Linked DNA regions of Pan troglodytes: region 2 is linked to region 1. A link is a contact called in public HiChIP or PLAC-seq data. All regions are on one chromosome and are shown on one strand. The core of a region is the stretch at or near the end of the contact, and the rest is flanking DNA. Distances in the headings are between cores, read along the strand shown.

Region 1 (3,391 bases), core at 366-2,865:
GCAAGAGGTGGACCCTACTGATCAGGCTGATGGTGCTTTGCCTATGAAAAGGGGGCAGGAGGCTGTTCTGGCAACATTATTTGTCTACAAAGGCCAAGAAGTGAGTTCTGCACACTCACGGGAAGGGAAGCCATCGGCCACAGGGTAGGAGCACCCTGCCTACATAATCCTTTCTGTGTACCCGACTGGCTGAGTCACACAGAAAATCATCTAACTGCAGTGTCTGCCTATGGAGTTGGAGGCACTGATCCACTCTGCACACACCAAGTGCCTCCTCTCCAGAGGAGGTCATGTCCATTGGGGGAAGGACGGAAGTAAACAGGGGATCACAAAGCGGTGATAAATGCTGTGATAAGAATACACATCTAGTGCTCGAGTTATCAAGCATTAGATGCTGTGGGAGTACAGAAGGGCAGTTGCCTAAGTCTTTAAGGATAGGCTTGTGGTCAGGACTGAAAAATGTTGGTTGCTAGAACCATCAAGTGACTGCAACATGTCAGTTGACTGTCTTCATCATACCGGTTAGCCTTTGAGTGCTTCACATGTCTTATATACATTACCTTGCTTCACAACTCTCCTGGAAGATAATGGTCATCCCCACTTAGAGATGAGGAAACACAAGGCCCAGAGAGGGATTACAAGCCAAGCCTCTTACTCCCATGCCCTGGCTCTTTCCAGAATTACACCAGCATTCCACCGCAGCTGCCTGCACCCAGAGTGTTGGGTATGAATCGGGTACAACTGGTGAGATCCAACAGTGCCTCCTCATTCGACTTGTGTGCACACGGGGAGAAGGTGGCATTAAAATCCACAGGGAACTCAAAATATGGAGGCAGGTAGATGAAGATTCAAGAGTCAGGACTCCCTGTGAAGTGAGTGACACTTAAGAGGGGGAGTGGAGCCCAGATCTGTCACACATACGGCGTGGGGGACCCCACCTACCACTGGTCCTCAGCACCTGGAGACCCGAGCCTTCAGCAATCTGGGAAGCATGAAAGTGGGTTTCGGTGCACAGGGCCACGCCTCCGCCGCCAGCAGCCCAGCGGGAGCGTCTGACCAGTCTCGGCCTCCGAGAGGAGAGGGAGGCGGCCCAGGACGGTCTGCTTAGAGGCTCTCTCCCCTGCAGAGCTGGGCCCAGGCAGAGGTCAGACGCCTCCAATACAGTCCCCAGGGCAGCGATTAAAGCAGGGCAGGAACTGCAGACCCGACCGGGCAGGACAGGTGCAGCTTCTCGGAGTTGGGGGCGGGAAGTCTCGGGCTGAGGCCCACGTGCTTCGCCTTCGCCCCGCCTCTACCCTCATTGGTTGAAGCCAGATTGAGAGGAGGTGCCAGAAAAAAAACTCCTCCCTCCAACCTCATTGGCCAGCTCAGTTCTGAGGCAGCTCTCCGGCCCCGTCTATGGGCTCGCACTACACTCCAATTGGGTGGTTGTTCTCCCAGACGGAAACTCCGCCCCACCTGTACCTTGGGCCGCTCCGCCCTAGGGGCGGTTCCAGCGCGCTTCGCTAATCGGTTCTATGCTTCCATTGGTCTGCTTTAATATGAAGGGCGGGTCCTAGCTGATTCGCTAGCCCCGCCTTGCGTTCCTATTGGCTGCTCCTGCTCTGCGGTTCCGATCCCGCCCAGCACCGTCCCCCACCCCCCGCCGCCCATTGGCTGCGAGAGGCCGGTGCGGGCCGCACTCGCAGGGCCGGTGGCGGTTCAGGGGCCAGAGCTGGCCGATCGGCGTTGGCCGCCGACATGACGCCCGAGGACCCAGAGGAAACCCAGCCGCTTCTGGGGCCTCCTGGCGGCAGGTGAGCTCCGGGGAACCCGGGCCCGGATGCGGCCTCGCCCTCCCGCCCCTCCGCGTCCGCTCCGCTCACCCTCGGCCCTGTCCCCCCAGCGCGCCCCGCGGCCGCCGCGTCTTCCTCGCCGCCTTCGCCGCTGCCCTGGGCCCACTCAGCTTCGGCTTCGCGCTCGGCTACAGCTCCCCGGCCATCCCTAGCCTGCAGCGCGCCGCGCCCCCGGCCCCGCGCCTGGACGACGCCGCCGCCTCCTGGTTCGGGGTGAGTCCCCGGGCTCCCTCCTCCAGCCCTGGGACCCCACGCCCTCCTCTCGGGACGGGCATCGGGACCCTCCGCCCCCCACCCTTTCTCTCGGGACAGGCATCGGGCCCCGCCGCCCCCCACCTTTCCCCACGAGACAGGCATTGGGCCTCTCTGCCCCCCATCCCTTCCCTCGGGACGGGCATCGAGCCCCTCAGCCCCCACCCCTCCCCTCGGGACCAGCACCGGGCCCCTCAGCCCCCTACCCCTCCCCTCGGGACGGGCGCGGGGCCCCGGCTCCTTTACCTCTGAGCCCGCGGGGAGTGGGCGGAGGGGGAGGATGGGCTGCGGCTTCGGCGCCCCCTCCTCAGCAGCCGCCCGCCTCCAGGCTGTCGTGACCCTGGGTGCCGCGGCGGGGGGAGTGCTGGGCGGCTGGCTGGTGGACCGCGCCGGGCGCAAGCTGAGCCTCCTGCTGTGCTCCGTGCCCTTCGTGGCCGGCTTTGCCGTCATCACCGCGGCCCAGGACGTGTGGATGCTGCTGGGGGGCCGCCTCCTCACCGGCCTGGCCTGCGGTGTTGCCTCCCTAGTGGCCCCGGTGAGTGTCCCGTCTCTCGAGTGTCCTGTCTCGCGGCCTGAGACCGAGGGGGAGTGGGACAAACCGCTCCCCAGGCCTGGGGGCGCGGCTCCCCCTGGCGGGACCTTCTGGGTGCCAGGCTTGAAGTCCCTGCGTTATCTCGCGGTCCCTCCCGTCGACCCTGGGAAGGATCCTACTGTTCTCTCCATTTTACACTGAGGTCATGACATGCAGTCTCGGAAAGGTGAAGTCCTTTGCCCAGGCGAGGTCCACAGCTAGTCAGAGGGGAAGCAGTTGCAGGAACCCAGGGTTGTCCCACTTAGCCGTGCCCCTCTTTTGCTCTACAAACCTGCGGATGATCCACAGGAGCCCACTCCCTACATTTTGGTTTTCATCCCTGGCTTCGGGTCAATGACTGCAATTAGCAGGAAGTTCCTGTCCTGATTTCTCTTGGGGCAAAGGCTGCTGGCCTCTGTGTTCCCCTTCCCTTCTCACAGGCCAGCCCCTCTGGCTTCCCCATCTTCCCCCTTTCCCCCTCCTGACCCAGGCTGCCCACTTGGGAGCCCCGAACATCTGGGTCAAATCCTGGTTCTGCCACTAACCTGAGCAGAGTGCCTCCCTGGGCCTCAGTTTCCTTCTCTGGAAAACAGGGATTATGGCATTAGCCCCTGAGGTAGTGGTCAGGATTCAGTGGGACTTTGGATAGACAGCCCCTGGCATGGCTTGTAGAGGACTGGATCCTGGCAGCTTGGTGACCCATGAACTGCCCCCAGCCATGGGCTTGGACAGT
Region 2 (3,391 bases), core at 665-3,164, 170 kb before region 1:
AGACCGCCTTGCAGCCCTATGCTGCACAAGCGTGTACACCCCCTGGGCAGCCTCAAAACCCCGCTTACAGCAGCAACACAGGAGATCATCTGTCCATTTTAGAACCATTAATCTCTTTATCCATTGCTGAACGACTGTGACTATTCAGTAATGAAATAATATTAATTAATTAGTATGGTATAATCTTTAATAAATTTCGTGCCAAAATGCATGGTTTTCCACTTAGCATTCAAAATGTTGCATAGAGAGTAGTTTTCAATTTCTTATGTACTCTTCGAAGTAAGTTGAAAATCAGTTTCTACATTTTAATTCGTTTCCTGTTAAATCTGTTGCACTCTCCTGGGCTGTCTTTTTTTCCAGCAGACCCCTGCATGCAGTTGTGTAAGGACTTTCTCTAATTCTTGTGAATCGTCTCACCCGCAGTAACCACTGAACATCAATCAGCCCTCCATGGGGTTCTTTAGATTTTTGGTGAAGTATTTTGTTACCTCAGTCTTGTATCAAGTTGCTGTATTTTTCAGCTTGTTACATTGATAATAATTATTTCACTAATTAAATACTTTAATGTACAAACATCTTTGTTTACTTTGAAATTAAATGTGTTTTCCAATGAATATTGCTCAGTTTATTAAAGTCACACACATTCACTTAGCAAACAGTTGCTGTTTCAGATAGACACAAAGGAGGCATGGGGTGCCCAAAACTCAGCTAGGATGTAACCAGAACATAAAAACCCTGCAGGAGCAGCATCCTCAGGAAGGGACAGGCACTCCAGGGAGAGAGGCAGAAGACCTGGGGATGCTTTAGAAAGCAGTGGGTATTTGGAGATTCAGTTCAGAGGTTGCAGAACACATGAAGGGTGGGGGCAATAGGGAGACAGAAATGAGAAGATGCAGGATGAGGCTGGGAAAAAGGAGGCAACCTGATCTCACTGACTACAGGTTTTGCGGGAGTAATGGGATTTAAATCTGAAAAGATATGTTGGGAGGACTTCATGGTGTTAGGCAAAAATCCAGAACTCCATTATTCCTCGCTTGGAGAAAAAGGAGGGCTGTCTTAAACGGGTTATCTCATGGAAACCTGAGGGGAGGACCAGGGGCATCTCTAGAGGGGCTGGAAGGACAAATAGAAACACCTCCTCTACATCTTTCAGTGCTATCTGGGCAGCCCCTTCATTCTCTCACAAAGTTCAGGCCTTACCAAGAAAGAACCTGGAAGTCATTGAGGAAGTGTGCACCAGGGGGTGATGTAATCCACCCTATAGTTGACTATAGGTCAACTATAGTTGACCAATCCTATAGTTGACTATAGGATCCCCTGGCCCGGACTGCCTCAGTTTCCCAGCCAGTGCCTTCCAAATCTGCAGTGGCCAGTCCCCCAAGCACAGGTTCCCCCCAACAAGCACACTCCTCGGGCTCTGCTCCACCATCCCAGTTCCAGGCCAGCATGGCCACACCTCCCTAGCTACGACAAAACCCCGCTTGCCGAGGTAGCCCTAGCTTACCTCCTCCTCCTGATTTAGACAGCACGGTGGCCCCAGCTTTACCCAGATGGGGTCGCTGCCCTCAGTCACAGTGCAGTGTTCAAGGTCCCTGAGAAGAATGCATTTGACTTAGCGAAGTGGGGATGGGGTTGGGGGTTGTCACAGTTGGAAACTAACAGTCAAGACTCGAACCCACCACAACTGGTATCCTGCAAAGCTCCAGCCCCTTAGCCTCAAGGCGTCAGGCGCCACAAACGGCCACCAGGAGACAGCAATACCTCCACCTTGATGGGTGGCGGGATCCCGGAGCCAACGCAGACCGGACGGCGGAACGCCGCTTTAGCCCCGGGTGCGGGCATCTACCCAGCGCGGACCCTGCGGGCAGGCTGGGCGACGGCGCGGGAGGAGGGAGTGGCTGGGCGGGGCCACCGAGTTTGGGCGGGGCCTCTTGCGGCTGGGCGGGGCTGTGGCGGGCCCTGTCAGAGCAGAACTGAGCAGGCGGTGGAGCTGGGTCTGGTCCGGGCACGGAGTGGGGGCTTCGAAGGGAAAAGGCGGGGCTCCTGGGGGCGGAGCCATACCTGTGGGCGGGACATGGGAAAGGAGGGCCCGAGGGGCGGAGCTACAATAGAAAGGGCCAGGAGGTGCTGAGGCGAGGAGAGGCCGAACTCCAAGGGACGACGCTCGAGGAAGCAGAGGTTTGGGGTGAGTGCGAGGGCCTTGCGCGAGCTCAGTAGTGCAGGGGTAGGTGAGGGGGGCCTGGGTCTGTGCCGAGGGGCAAGCAGCAGGAGGGGTGGGGTCGTGGACGGGACAGTCGAGGTTAGGGTGGGCGTTTTGGGCCTGTGGGCCTCGCAGAGGTGCAGAAAGCCGGCGGCAAGAACCCCGCGGGGCTGGCGCGGGAGGGGCGTTACCGGAGCGCGGGGCGGGGCGTGGGCGGGGCGTGGGCGGGGCCTGCTCCGGGCTGAGGGCGCGGGGGAAGCGGAGCTGGAGTTGGGAGCGGGGCCGGGGCGGGGCCTGTAACAGGCTGAGCGGGCGCGGGGCGGGGCCGGGACCAGGGTGAGTGATCGCGGGGCGGGGCTTGGGCCCAGCGGAGGGTCTGGGCAGGCTGGGGTTCGGGGCGGGGCTGGGGCGGGGCCTGAACCAGGATGAGAGGCGCGAGGCGGGCTGGGCTGTTGTTCGGGGCGGCGCCGGGGCGGGGCCTGGACCCAGCGAGGGGCGTGGGGCGGGACGCGGGCTGCGGCGCGCGAGCCGAGCGGCCGGCCGAGGCCCGAGCCCACCCGAGTGCTCCCGAGCCCGCGGCCCCCGCCCGGGGCGATGGAACCGGAGCCCGGCGGGGTGGCCGCTGCGCTCCTGCGGCAGAAGAGGGCGGCGCTGCGGCGCAGGGGGTGCAGCTTCGAGAGCCCAAGGTACTGCGGACGGGGAGGGGTGCGGCCGGGCGGGGTGCCGGCCACGTGGGGGGATGGCGATGTGAAGGGACAGCGGGGCGAGGCCGTGGCGTGGGAAGGGTCTGCGGAGGTTCTCAGGAGCCCGGGCGCGGAGCCCGGGCTGAACGGCCGTGGGCCGTGGGAGGGGCCGGGCCGTCGCGCGGGAGGTGCAGGGACGGGTGTCGGGCGTCCAGAAGCGTCGGTCCAGTGGCAGGCCCCGCACGCCCGCGGCTTCGGCGGGGCATGGGCTGAGGAGAATGTGCCCTGCCCACCTCTGGTAAACCCTCAAGGGCAAGGTCGGGAGCTCACCCCTCCGTCCACTGGAGGCTTCCTTCCGGCGCCCGCGTGCCCTGGCAGCCGCACACCTGCTGCCTCCGCGGCCCGGCTCGCCCTGGCGCCCGCGGCCCCCGCGCCCCTCGCGCCCCTCGCGCCCCTTGCGCCCCTCGCGCCCCTTGCGCCCCTCTCCCTCGCGACGCCGGCCTCTGCC

What was found. HiChIP or PLAC-seq counts read pairs in DNA pulled down with a chosen protein or histone mark.
Region 2: a contact with region 1 is called in an H3K4me3 HiChIP or PLAC-seq map of stem cell-derived excitatory neurons, with 5 times the contacts expected there. The contact joins the promoter of GARNL3 here to the promoter of SLC2A8 in region 1. A contact is called at or near these places in 1 of 7 Hi-C or Micro-C datasets (stem cell-derived neural progenitor cells) and 1 of 1 datasets of contacts at active chromatin or transcription factors (stem cell-derived excitatory neurons).

The regions. Positions count from the first base shown.
Region 1 is chr11:11,055,789-11,059,179 of NHGRI_mPanTro3-v2.0_pri, reverse strand. SLC2A8 (solute carrier family 2 member 8) reads left to right here and starts at 1,615. Exons shown (of 10, transcript XM_001148685.5): 1 at 1,615-1,796; 2 at 1,886-2,048; 3 at 2,416-2,622. The coding sequence starts at 1,741.
Region 2 is chr11:11,230,022-11,233,412 of NHGRI_mPanTro3-v2.0_pri, reverse strand. GARNL3 (GTPase activating Rap/RanGAP domain like 3) reads left to right here and starts at 1,914. Exons shown (of 30, transcript XM_009457312.5): 1 at 1,914-2,185. RALGPS1 (Ral GEF with PH domain and SH3 binding motif 1) reads left to right here. Exons shown (of 20, transcript XM_054659088.2): 20 at 1-614.